Regions from separate parts of the Mus musculus genome. Here all the other regions are linked to region 2. A link is a contact called in public promoter capture Hi-C data. All regions are on one chromosome and are shown on one strand. Each heading gives the region's core, a stretch centred on a gene start, on an enhancer-like site or on the middle of the called end of the contact. The rest is flanking DNA. Distances are from core to core; before and after follow the strand shown. Region 1 holds the start of Cers2 (ceramide synthase 2). Region 2 holds the start of Hjv (hemojuvelin BMP co-receptor). Region 3 holds the start of Lysmd1 (LysM, putative peptidoglycan-binding, domain containing 1).

Evidence for each region. Promoter capture Hi-C pulls out the DNA fragments that hold promoters and counts their contacts.
Region 1: a contact with region 2 is called in a promoter capture Hi-C map of liver, with 8 times the contacts expected there. The contact joins the promoter of Cers2 here to the promoter of Hjv in region 2. A contact is called at or near these places in 2 of 39 promoter capture datasets (liver and pre-B cells).
Region 3: a promoter capture Hi-C map of liver shows a contact between it and region 2, with 2.2 times the contacts expected there. The contact joins the promoter of Lysmd1 here to the promoter of Hjv in region 2. A contact is called at or near these places in 2 of 39 promoter capture datasets (liver and pre-B cells).

Annotation. Positions count from the first base shown.
Region 1 is chr3:95,313,270-95,316,545 of GRCm38.p6, forward strand. It overlaps Cers2 (ceramide synthase 2), which reads left to right and starts at 1,921. Exons shown (of 11, transcript NM_029789.2): 1 at 1,921-2,076. Anxa9 (annexin A9) reads right to left here and starts at 1,911. Exons shown (of 14, transcript NM_001379545.1): 1 at 1,534-1,911. It overlaps LOC115489748, which reads right to left and starts at 2,527. Exons shown (of 2, transcript XM_030252979.1): 1 at 2,488-2,527; 2 at 1,475-2,295. The coding sequence starts at 2,527. The coding sequence ends at 1,493.
Region 2 is chr3:96,523,471-96,527,046 of GRCm38.p6, forward strand. It overlaps Hjv (hemojuvelin BMP co-receptor), which reads left to right and starts at 1,715. Exons shown (of 4, transcript NM_027126.4): 1 at 1,715-1,860; 2 at 2,959-3,132; 3 at 3,565-3,576. The coding sequence starts at 3,045.
Region 3 is chr3:95,132,808-95,136,291 of GRCm38.p6, forward strand. Lysmd1 (LysM, putative peptidoglycan-binding, domain containing 1) reads left to right here and starts at 1,281. Exons shown (of 3, transcript NM_153121.2): 1 at 1,281-2,189. The coding sequence starts at 2,010. Scnm1 (sodium channel modifier 1) reads right to left here and starts at 1,205. Exons shown (of 7, transcript NM_027013.2): 1 at 1,038-1,205; 2 at 751-821; 3 at 393-481; 4 at 210-304; 5 at 18-106. The coding sequence starts at 1,088.

The sequences.
Region 1 (3,276 bases), core at 671-3,170, 1.2 Mb before region 2:
TGGAAACCATGGGAAAGCCAAGTATTAAAAAAAAAAAAAAAAAAGAAAAGAAAAGAAAAGAAAAAGAAAAGAAAAAGGGACAATTCATCAAGAACGGTGGGGAGGGGTTAAAAAGGGTTAGCCAGTGCCCAAACAGCAGACTTGGTTGGAAAAAGAAGTGAGGGTGTATGTGTGTGCGCGTTGCAGAAGATTTTAGGAAGGCTACTGAAGAGGGATAGAGCAGAGTGCAGGGGACAGCCAGGCTTTTGTGGTGTATCATCTGTGCTGGGGTCTCACTGCAAGGACCAAGTGGGCAGACAGGCTGGAAATCATCCACTGCCTCTCTAACTCCCCAAACAGACAAGATCGAGAGCCAAACTCTCACACTAGAGTAGTGAGGTTACATCTCTTCCTAAGATCACAGGCAAAGCCCTGGTGCTAGAAGGCAGGCATACATTGTGAGGCAAGCCTCTGGCACAGGCTTAATGATGACAGACAAACGGCGGGGCTGGAGAGATGGCTCGGCGGTTAAGAGCACAGGCTGCTCCTTCAGAGGACCTGGGTTCATAACAAAGGCGGGAGAGACAGCTCAGCTGTCATGTTCTTACTTACAGAGGACCCGTTTGATTCTCAGCACCCACATAGCTGCTTACAACCTTATATAACTCCAGTTCCAGGGAATCTGATATCCTCCACTGACCTTGTTGGCCACCAGACATTCGTGGAACACATGCATACATTCAGGCAAAACACTCACACACATAAATTTAAAAAGAAAAAACAAAACTATTTTATGAAGGTTTAAAAAAAAACATAGTCTCCCAAATGCTGGGACTGTGCTTGGGCATGAGATGTGAAATTGCACCAGGCAGGGTTTTGGTTTTGTTTTGTTTTGTATTTTTTTTGGTTTTTCGAGACAGGGTTTCTCTGTGTAGCCCTGGCTGTCCTGGAACTCACTCTGTAGACCAGGCTGGCCTTGAACTCAGAAATCCGCCTGCCTTTTCCTCCCAAGTGCTGGGATTAAAGGAGTGCGCCACCACTTCCCAGGGGATAGTTTTTAAAGCATTTTTTACATGGAAGAAGCTAAGCTTAACTCTCCCGGTTAAGGGTCACTTGACAACTTAGTCAAGTTCTGTCCATAATGGGAGTATGGGAGATGGGAGTTAAGGCTGCTGGGCGCTTTCTCTCTCTCTCTCCCCCCCATCCGTCCCCTTATTTATTAATTTATATGAGTACAATGTGGCTGTCTTCAGACGCACCAGAAGAGTGCATGGGATCCCAGATAGTTGTGAGTGACCATGTGGTTGCTAGGAATTTAACTCAGTATCTCTAGAACAGCAGTCGGTGTTCTTAACCGCTGAGCCATGTCTCCAACCTGCTGCTCTCTTCTTGAGGCATAGATTTTATGGGACTATTTAAGGGAAAACAGGTTCTAATACGAAACTGATCACGGCTAACCATAGTGTAGCCTGGAGTACATTTTACAAAAGGTTTGAGTAGCTCTGTTAGGACTCTAAACAGCAGGGCTGGGGGAGGGGGCATTGTGGATCTCACCGTAGGGAGCATCGGGATCTGTGCAGGGTTTTCTCCGCGTGCACCCTTCCTCTGATGCCCAGTGAAGCCGGACGATGGGATTGTAGCATTCAACCCGGGGGTAAATCATGGGCTGAGGTCGCCGACCACACCAGGGCCGCGGGGTTGGGCAGAGGCAGCCAGCTCTGAACTGCTCTGGGCTCAAGCACCAGGGGGTCCCTGACCAATGTCCGGGTGGGCCGCAACCGCGCCACTCAGAGACCCAGGCGCCCTGCGGGGCACGTGCCACCCGCCCCGTCGGGGCTCCTCCGCTCCATAGGCGCAGCGCAGGGTTCCGGGCACCGGGCCCCGCCCGGCCGCGGCCCACACCCAACTCAGCTCCGCTACTGGGCTCGGCCTGGGCTCGCCGGGGCTCGGCGGGCAAAGGAGGAAGGAGGGAGGGAGCCGCGGGCAGCGGAAGGGGGAGGAGAGGACCCGGCCCAGTCAGTGCGCACCGGCCGGGCGCTAGAAGTGGGAAACGGAGTAGCGGCGCCCGGGCCGGAGCAGCTCTGCACCGGACGCCGAGTAAGTCTGTGCGCGGGTCCGCGAGGGTGGCGGGGCAGTGACGGGCGCGGGGGCTCAGGGTGCAGCTCGGAGGGAGCGGGGCCTCCACCGGCTCATGGCGGCCGGCCTGCCGGAGGGCGGGCCGAGCGCTGCTGGAGCGGGCGATCCGGGCCCGGCTGGGGCCTCGGACCAGAGAAGGCCTGCGGGGCAACAGGTAGGGGGACTGGGGCCGGGCGCTCGCTCAGGATCCATGGTACAGACGCCCCTTTGTTAGGAGTGGAGCAGTAGCGGACCTTCGGTGCTAGAAGCCCCTGCGGGCCCGCGTGCGTCCTGGGGCCTGAGTGTGGAGGCCGAGGAGGAACGGTGGCGGCCCCTGCTGTTGCTGCTGTTGCTGCTACTGCTACCGCCGCCGCTGCCGCCTCTGTTTCTGACCCCCTTGTGCCCATCCCAAGAGGGAGGTCAGAGTGTCCATGTGCCTAACGGGAAACAGGAAGGAGTACACTCTTTAGTGTCTGTCCCGGCCCCAAAGGGCTCACATTCCTATACCGTTATGGGGCGTGTTTGGCCAGCTCTGGGTTGTAACTTGCTAATTACAGGCCCAGAGGCCCTCAAGTTAGTTGGCTACCTGCAGGTGGGTGGCATTTCTTTTTAGCCTGAGCTTGGGAATTCCTGTGCCTAAGCTGCACTCCTGGCATCCAAACCAGATCTCACTTATCCGAGTTTCCAGCCTCAGCTGTCAGGGTGTTCTAAGCGCTGTGAGGTCTGGAGTGAGCCGGTCTTCCCCAGAACTGAGTTAGGGAAGGCCTCCCCCAGAAATTACTTCTGTTTGTGTGAGAGCTGGGGTAGGGGGTCACTTCCCATCCCAGAGCTAAGGTGACTGTCTTGCATTTGTGATGGGGCCCCTAAGGTCAAATATTCCGTTCCTTAGGTCTTGTTTCTGGCCACATAGTGCCTAATTTCTAAGGGGTGTGGTGTGGTGTGCTGTGTGTGTGAACTAGTTCTGGTGCCTCTATTCTCACTGGAGCCTCTGACTAGGTTTCTCTCTGTCGCTGGCCACAGGGAGACTGACATTGTACAGTTCCTTTCAACACTACCCCATTTGCCGCTGCTACTTCAACCTACTGGCCTCTCCCTGTCTCTGGAAGGCATATTCTTATATAGTGTTTGGGGTTGGAGCAGGGAAGTTTGTGAAACATCCCAGAGAAGCCTGAGGCCACGGTT
Region 2 (3,576 bases), core at 465-2,964:
AAAGGGTTTATTCAGCTTACACTTCCACATTGCTGTTCATCACCAAAGGAAGTCAGGACTGGAACTCAAGCAGGTCAGGAAGCAGGAGCTGATGCAGAGGCCATGGAGGGATGTTACTTACTGGCTTGCTTCCCCTGGCTTGCCCAGCTTGCTCTCTTATAGAACTAAGACTACCAGCCCAGAGATGGTCCCACCCACAATGGGCAGGGCTCGCCCCACTTGATCACTAATTGAGAAAATGCTTACAGCTGGATCTCATGGAGGCACTTCCTCAAGGGAGGCTCCTTTCTCTGTGATAACTCCAGCCTGTGTCAAGTTGACACACCCAACCATCCAGTGCAGGGAAATTTTATGGAATAAAAGTTCTTGGGATGTGGGCTGGTGAAATGGCTCAGCAGGTAGGTAGAGGAACTAGCTACCAAACCTCACATTTGGCCCCTAACGCCCACATGGTGGGAGGAAAGAATTGACTCCTATAACGTTTCTGACATCCACATAGGTACACACAGACACACAGAGACAGACATGTTCTAAATAACTTAATGTAAAAGATTATTGTGATATGGTCTTGTATAGTTGAGAAAAAGCTAAATTCATTATAAAAAATACATGTGCTCCCACACTTCTCTTGTAAAGTGTGTGTGTGTGTGTGTGTGTGTGTGTGTATGCGTGCCTGAGAAGGGACCATGTACCATGTGGACCTGTAGAACTTCATGTAGAGCTGACAGGGCCAGAAGCTTTTGTGACACACTTTGTAATCAGTCCTGTGCTGCTTTCCCTTGGCAAGTACTGTGGGACAGTGTCCCAGAAATGCCACCAGGTGAAAAGACGGACATAGCTAAAACCCTGATTATAATTGAATCTTCAAACAGTTTGTCTATAAAAGTATATTCCCAAATGTCTTCCTTCTGAATTCACCTATCTAACGCCACTCCTCTGTGGATCAGTAGTGTTCAAAACTGACTCCGATTCTTCTCTCTGCCTCTGTTACTACCCCGGCCCCGGCCCCTGCAACCTGGAAGCTTCTGTTTTTTGTGTTTGTATTGATGAGGAGGAGGGAGGAGGGATTGTTGCACAAACTAGTGTAATGGAAAAGGTGGAGAGAGAGTAGACAGCTGCAGAGATCTGATCTGGGCAGACGGAATAAACCCTTCTCGAAACAATTCTGCTCTCGGATTTCTCGGGACAGCTGGACCTTTCAGCTTCTGAAATAGTTGGCAGAGATGGGGGAGGGTCTCTGAACTATGCTTGCCGTCCATCTTCAAAGCCGGCCACCTCAGTGTATTATGTGTAGAAGAAATTCAATGGAATCCTCAGTAAAGAGAGGATGAGAGCAGTGAGTGACTGGCATCACACAAAATCACCACCAGCAGTCTTAAAGGCATTACTGGGAATACTGAGTTCATTACTGGGAATGCTGGAGGGCCTGAGTGGCAGCTTATAAGCTACAGTTGGATATATGACTTGGCCATCATCTTTCTTTATACTCTCCCTCCCTTGGTATCCAATATTTCCATATTCCATCCTTATTTTGCTCATCGTTCCTGCTGCCTTAGCTCCCACACCCCACTGCCACCAACGTTCCTGGAATTTTGGACCTAGCTATTTTTAAAACTGTCAACTCAGTAGGCACCTCCCTCCTCCTCTCAGCTGTCCAGTACTTGGGCCAACCATATACTCTCCCTCCCCCCTCCCCCCACACCAAACCTCCTCTGGCTCTCTGACCTGAGTGAGACTGCAGCCATTCCGGGGCAATCATGGAGAAAGAGATGGGGGACCCCCTGGCTGGAGCAGACCAACAGAATAGGCAACTATGGCTCGAGAACCCAGTATCAGAGTAATGCTTGACCTCGGGAAACAGTAAGTCCAGATGAAATGTCGATCACTTTGATAAGCTTTTGGGTCAAGGCCAGAACTTCATAAAGTTACAGACATCTGTTCTGAAAACTAAGATCTCCCCTTAGCAACTACCCCAGTCTTCACTTTTCCTCTTGCCTAGATGTTTTCTAATCCATGGCCATTTGATGTTTAATGCTGCCTCTCTCTGGCTTTCCTATTTTCCTCTCCATCTTATTACACCAAGACCTTGGGAGAGGGGGAGGGGGCAGTGCTAAGGACTGGGCCCAGGGCCTTGAGCATGGTAAACACTCAGCTACCATCGAGTTACACTCCCATCCCTACCTCAAGACCTCTCTGACCTCCTGCTCATATGCTTATCCCAAAGTAGGGTTTTGACAGGAGAAAAGGAGACAGACCCTCCCCCATATCTGTTCTCCTCAAAAGACCAGGAGTGTCTGGATTGGGCTTTTCAGCTGGGTCTGGAAAAACACATGAACTGTTAGACAGAAACATATATTAATTTGAATGCTTGATTTGTACCCCATCCTGTGAGAGGGATCGTACTGTCAGCCCTCTGGAGAGGCTGAGAGACCGGCTCTCCTTTCACTGGGAAGGTGATATCGTAGACAGGGCGTCTGCCTACCATGTTACCCTTTGTGCCCTTCTAACACAGTGAAGAAAATGAAACGGCAGGTGGTTTCTGGTGGGAAGGATCCATAAGAAGTATGTTCTTAAAGCGTGATCAGATCCTGGTGCTACTGGGGACCCACTGACATGGTCAGAACCTCACTTTCTCTAGGGGTCCTCCATTTTTGGCACATCTGCTATTTGGTAGTCAGGATGGGGCAGTACACTGGACTCTGCACACTGAGGTCACTCAACCTTCCCTCCACCACCACCCCGCCCCCGTAGGCATATTGCACAAGGGACCTGAAGGTGGCCGCAGGGGCAGGGCACAGAGGCTCACCAGCCACGCTCACCCTCTGGAAGCCTCCTTCTTCCCAAGATCCAGTCTGTCTCATTTTTGTTTTGGTCTCTTCAGATGCTCTCTCTACCCACCATCTTGACTGGTCTCCAACCCTTCTCTTTCCCCACACTCAGCCAAATTTCTTCTTCCAGTCACAGAAGTACCCAGAGAAATTCACTAGGTAGGAGGCTCATCATCTGGGAAGAACCGGTGCCTGGGGGGACCTGGCTGGATAGGTATGGGCCAGTCCCCTAGTCCCCGGTCCCCCCACGGCAGCCCTCCAACTCTAAGCACCCTCACTCTCCTGCTGCTCCTCTGTGGACAGGGTAAGGAAGGGCCAGGGAAGGGTTGGACATATCCAGAGGTTAGGATGCTGGGTAGGAATGAGCGCGCGGGGGTGGGGGTGGGTGGGGGTGTGGGGGTGTGGGGGGTGGGGGGAGAGTGAGGAGGGATGTGTGCTGAGTCCCAGCACCTCCCAACTCTGAAAGAGGCCTGTCTTGTTTCCCATTTAACTTGAAGAAGGACACAGATGGCGTCCTTAGACCCCAGGGAAAAGAAGTCTGACTGCTTTACACGTTTTTAGTAGAGGAAAGGAGGGAAGGAGGCAAGGATTGGGAGAATGAAGGTTGAGATTGGGAAAGCGGCCACGCTGAGTGGTAGGAACGGTGGGATGGCGGATGGTTTTTGGCAGTTAGGTGCATACTGGACTTGGATAGAACCTGTGTCTCATTTCACTGCCCTCTCCCTTCCGTCCCCAGCTCACTCCCAGT
Region 3 (3,484 bases), core at 31-2,530, 1.4 Mb before region 2:
TTTCCCATTCCACGGACCTGTGCTTCCTCCGGCAGCAACTGTTATAGTGGGGAGCTCTGTGTAGAGCATTCTGGGTGATGATTCGAGTCTGGGTTAGCAAAGGAGCCTGGTGATGAAGAGACAGAGTTAGAGCTGTTAGGAGCAAACGTTCCCTCAAGCCTGTTGTGTGAAGTATAGCCCTGTCTAAACCACACCTGATGCCCTCTCACCTCAGTTTTGCTTTCTGTCTTCAATTCGTTCTGCTGTCTTGGATTTTGCTCTGTTCCCTTGCCTGTTTGCTTTTTGCCATAGAAAAGCTTCAGACCTGAGAACAAAAGCAAGGAGGAATGAAAAGCACAATGCCTGGTGGCTTGCTCTCCATCTCCCGCCCTCCCCACTTCTCTGATACTTACTGGACAAATGCTTCTTGCCTGCACGGTGGGCTGTCAACATGGCCAGCGTGTCTAGTACTGGTCGATGGGGGCAGATGGCACAAGCAAAGCTAGGGAAACGAGAAGTGAATGATGTGTGTGGTGTGTGGTGTGTATGTTGTGTGTTCGAGAGCCTGCAGTCGGGGTGTTCTTGCTATGGTGAGTAGGTCCTACTTCTGTCAGAGTACTCCACCACCAACTCCCAGGTTTCCCGATCTCCACCCCTTACACTTCACTTCCAGCCAAAGAGTCCTATTATACTCCTGAACTCCTTAGTGACAAAAGTTTGTTGAGCCTTTGATCCCCGAATCCCCAGGCTTGATCCACTCTTCGCTCTCACCGTCCATCCCGCAGCATCAGTGCCTCGTCCTCAGGGATGTAACTAGCCAGCAGGTCCCCAACTCTCCGTTTCTGCAGGGAGCAGGATAGGAGAAATGAGTAAGAGGGACGGATGGAAATGAAATAGTATGGATAAGGAGTCAAATGGCACACGGGGCTATGCAGATCATAGGGTAGTAGGGGTCACCACTCAGTTCTGGTCCCCTAAGCCCTCCCCTAGATGTCGCCAGAGCAACAAAACAAAACAACAGGGCGGCTGAAGGTGATCAGACTCTCACTAAGGCTTACTTTGAGCACATTGAGTTGACTCCAGTCGTCCCCTTCCCTCTTAAAAGACATAGCGACTGTGAGACTACGATAAATTCCCCTACGCCTACTTCGCTGCTCCTTTAGGCCACCGTAGAAAGAGTACACTATCGCCTTCTCTGCTTCCGGTTTCTTTCTTGTTGAATCTGTACTTCCGGGGATGATGTTCCACGCTTGCGTCGCGCGAACCGGAAGACCCGCCTCCAGCGCCCTGAGGGGGCCTGCATTTCCTACAATACTTTGAGACGCTGTGCCTTTTGGGAAATGAAGTCTTTTGGTTATTTATTTTATTTTTTTATTTTTTTGAAGAGCACACTGCTCACCTGGACACAGGACCTCACATCTCGAAGGATCCAGGTGTTCGGAGACTCAAGATCCTGTATGTGGAGCCGGAATTTCAGGGTGGGACCTTCCTGATGTGGAGCGAGGCGTCAGGGATCTCAGTGGACTATATACTACAAACTCTTGCTGTCCTCAGGCTCGTACTCCTCAGCCACAACCTACCTGGGGTGGGCCTTATTTGGAACAGAGAGGATGTGGGAGCACCCGGCATCCCGACTGTTGGATGTGGGGATACACTGAGGGAAGAGTGTTGATGAGGGTGTCTAGGGTTCAAAGGTCAGAGATCAGGCTTGCGAGGAGTTGGGGAGGGGGCGTCGAAAGTCAACCGGGTCAGCGACTGACAGCTCAGGGAAGATACTTATGGGTAAGGAGCTCGTGGAAAGAGAAATGTAACCGGCCTGGCAGACTTCTTAAGAGACGGACAGTAACTCCAGGCACGGCAAGAAGCAGCAAGAGGAGGACGACGAATGTAGTCTCTCGAGAGTCGGGAGACTGTAGAGAGACGAGAGAAGAGAAAACGAATTATCTGAATATCCATTCCTTGGGTTCGGCCGTCACTGTTACTTAGCTGGGCTTCCCTCAGTTGTGACCCTAGGTCTTGACAGTGAGGAGATGGCTTCTCCCTCTAGACAGCCTCCCCTCGGGGGGTCAGGGCTGCTGCATGGGAGCCGTGCTCGTTCTTATGGAAGCCTGGTACAATCATCCTGCTCCCCAGTGAGGGAAAGACGCCTGGAGCATCAATTGGAGCCTGGAGACACCCTGGCTGGATTAGCACTCAAATACGGGGTAACGGTGAGTCTTCCAGAATTGAGATAGTCCCGAGAAAGTGGGTGGCCCGCTAAGATGCCCCCTCTCACATTATTTAAATTCTATTATGGTCTGTTTTTTTTCTTCCTTATTTTGCTTTCACATCTCAGCAGAGCACTGTTGGGACAGATCTGCCCAACTATCCCAGTGGGAGGAGCAACTCCTGTAGATGGTGAGGGAGGTGGGTGAGTGGGGGCGGGGCTTACAGCCATTAACTGGACTTGTGTCCCTATCAACTTAAGACTGATAAACCAGTTTGATCAAGGTCGAATCACTTAAGTGTCAGAGTAAGGTTTCTGTCTGACTCTAAAGCCGGTACTATTAGCCATGCGGGGGTGGGGTAGGGGTGGGGGTGGGGATGTAGAGACTGGTAAGGAAGAGCTGACTTTTACTAGCACTCTGAAGGTGCCCATTTGTAGTTCTTATTTCCACCCCAAGGCTCTGTTTTCTTTGTGCAGAGGCACAAAACAAGTCCCCTCTACATACTTCAAGTGTTTCAGGTCATCTTTAGGAGAGGTTTGATGGGCATAAAAAATATCTTGCATTAAAGTTGCAGCCTTCCTGTCTATATCCTGTTTTACCACATACAAACAAATGTTGGGTTTAGATAAATTCCTGTGCCACTCTACTTAAAGCATAAGGTAAGCCTTTCTGGAGACACAGCATACGTTTGTCGATGTGCTCATGGAATTTAAATTCTCATGAGGAGCAGAGAAGAAACAAGAAATGCTGTAAGGAATATCCACAAGGGGTCGGAGATCCAGAACTATTGAGTCTTGCTCGGAAGTGGGAGTGGATAGTATTTGATGTGGGGTTTTGTGTGTGTGTGTGTGTGGGGGGTGGATTTTCTAGACAGTGTGGCCTGGAACTTCCGGTGTTCTTGCATCATGACTGCTGAGATTAGGAGTGTGACAACCACACTCTGAGGTGCAGGCTTAGGAGTACCGTCACCACGGGCCTTGAAGACCTAGAAACTTTCCCCTCTGTTCCCACCTACAAATCTGTTCAACCCAGTTGTTTGTATCCTTGTCTTCCAGCAGCCCACAAGCTTTTTAAGAGCTGAAATCAGTTCCTTTCAACATTGTGCCTCTAAACCCTGGCATAGTCTCAGTCATGTGGGAGTTTAAAAGATGATTGAAAGCTGCCAGGCATGGCAGTGTACCCCTTTAATCCGAGCACTTGGGAAGCAGAGGCAGACGGATTTCTGAGTTGGAGGCCAGCCTGGTCTATAGAGTGAGTTTCAGGACAGCCAGGTCTAAAAAAAAGTCTGAAAGCCAGAC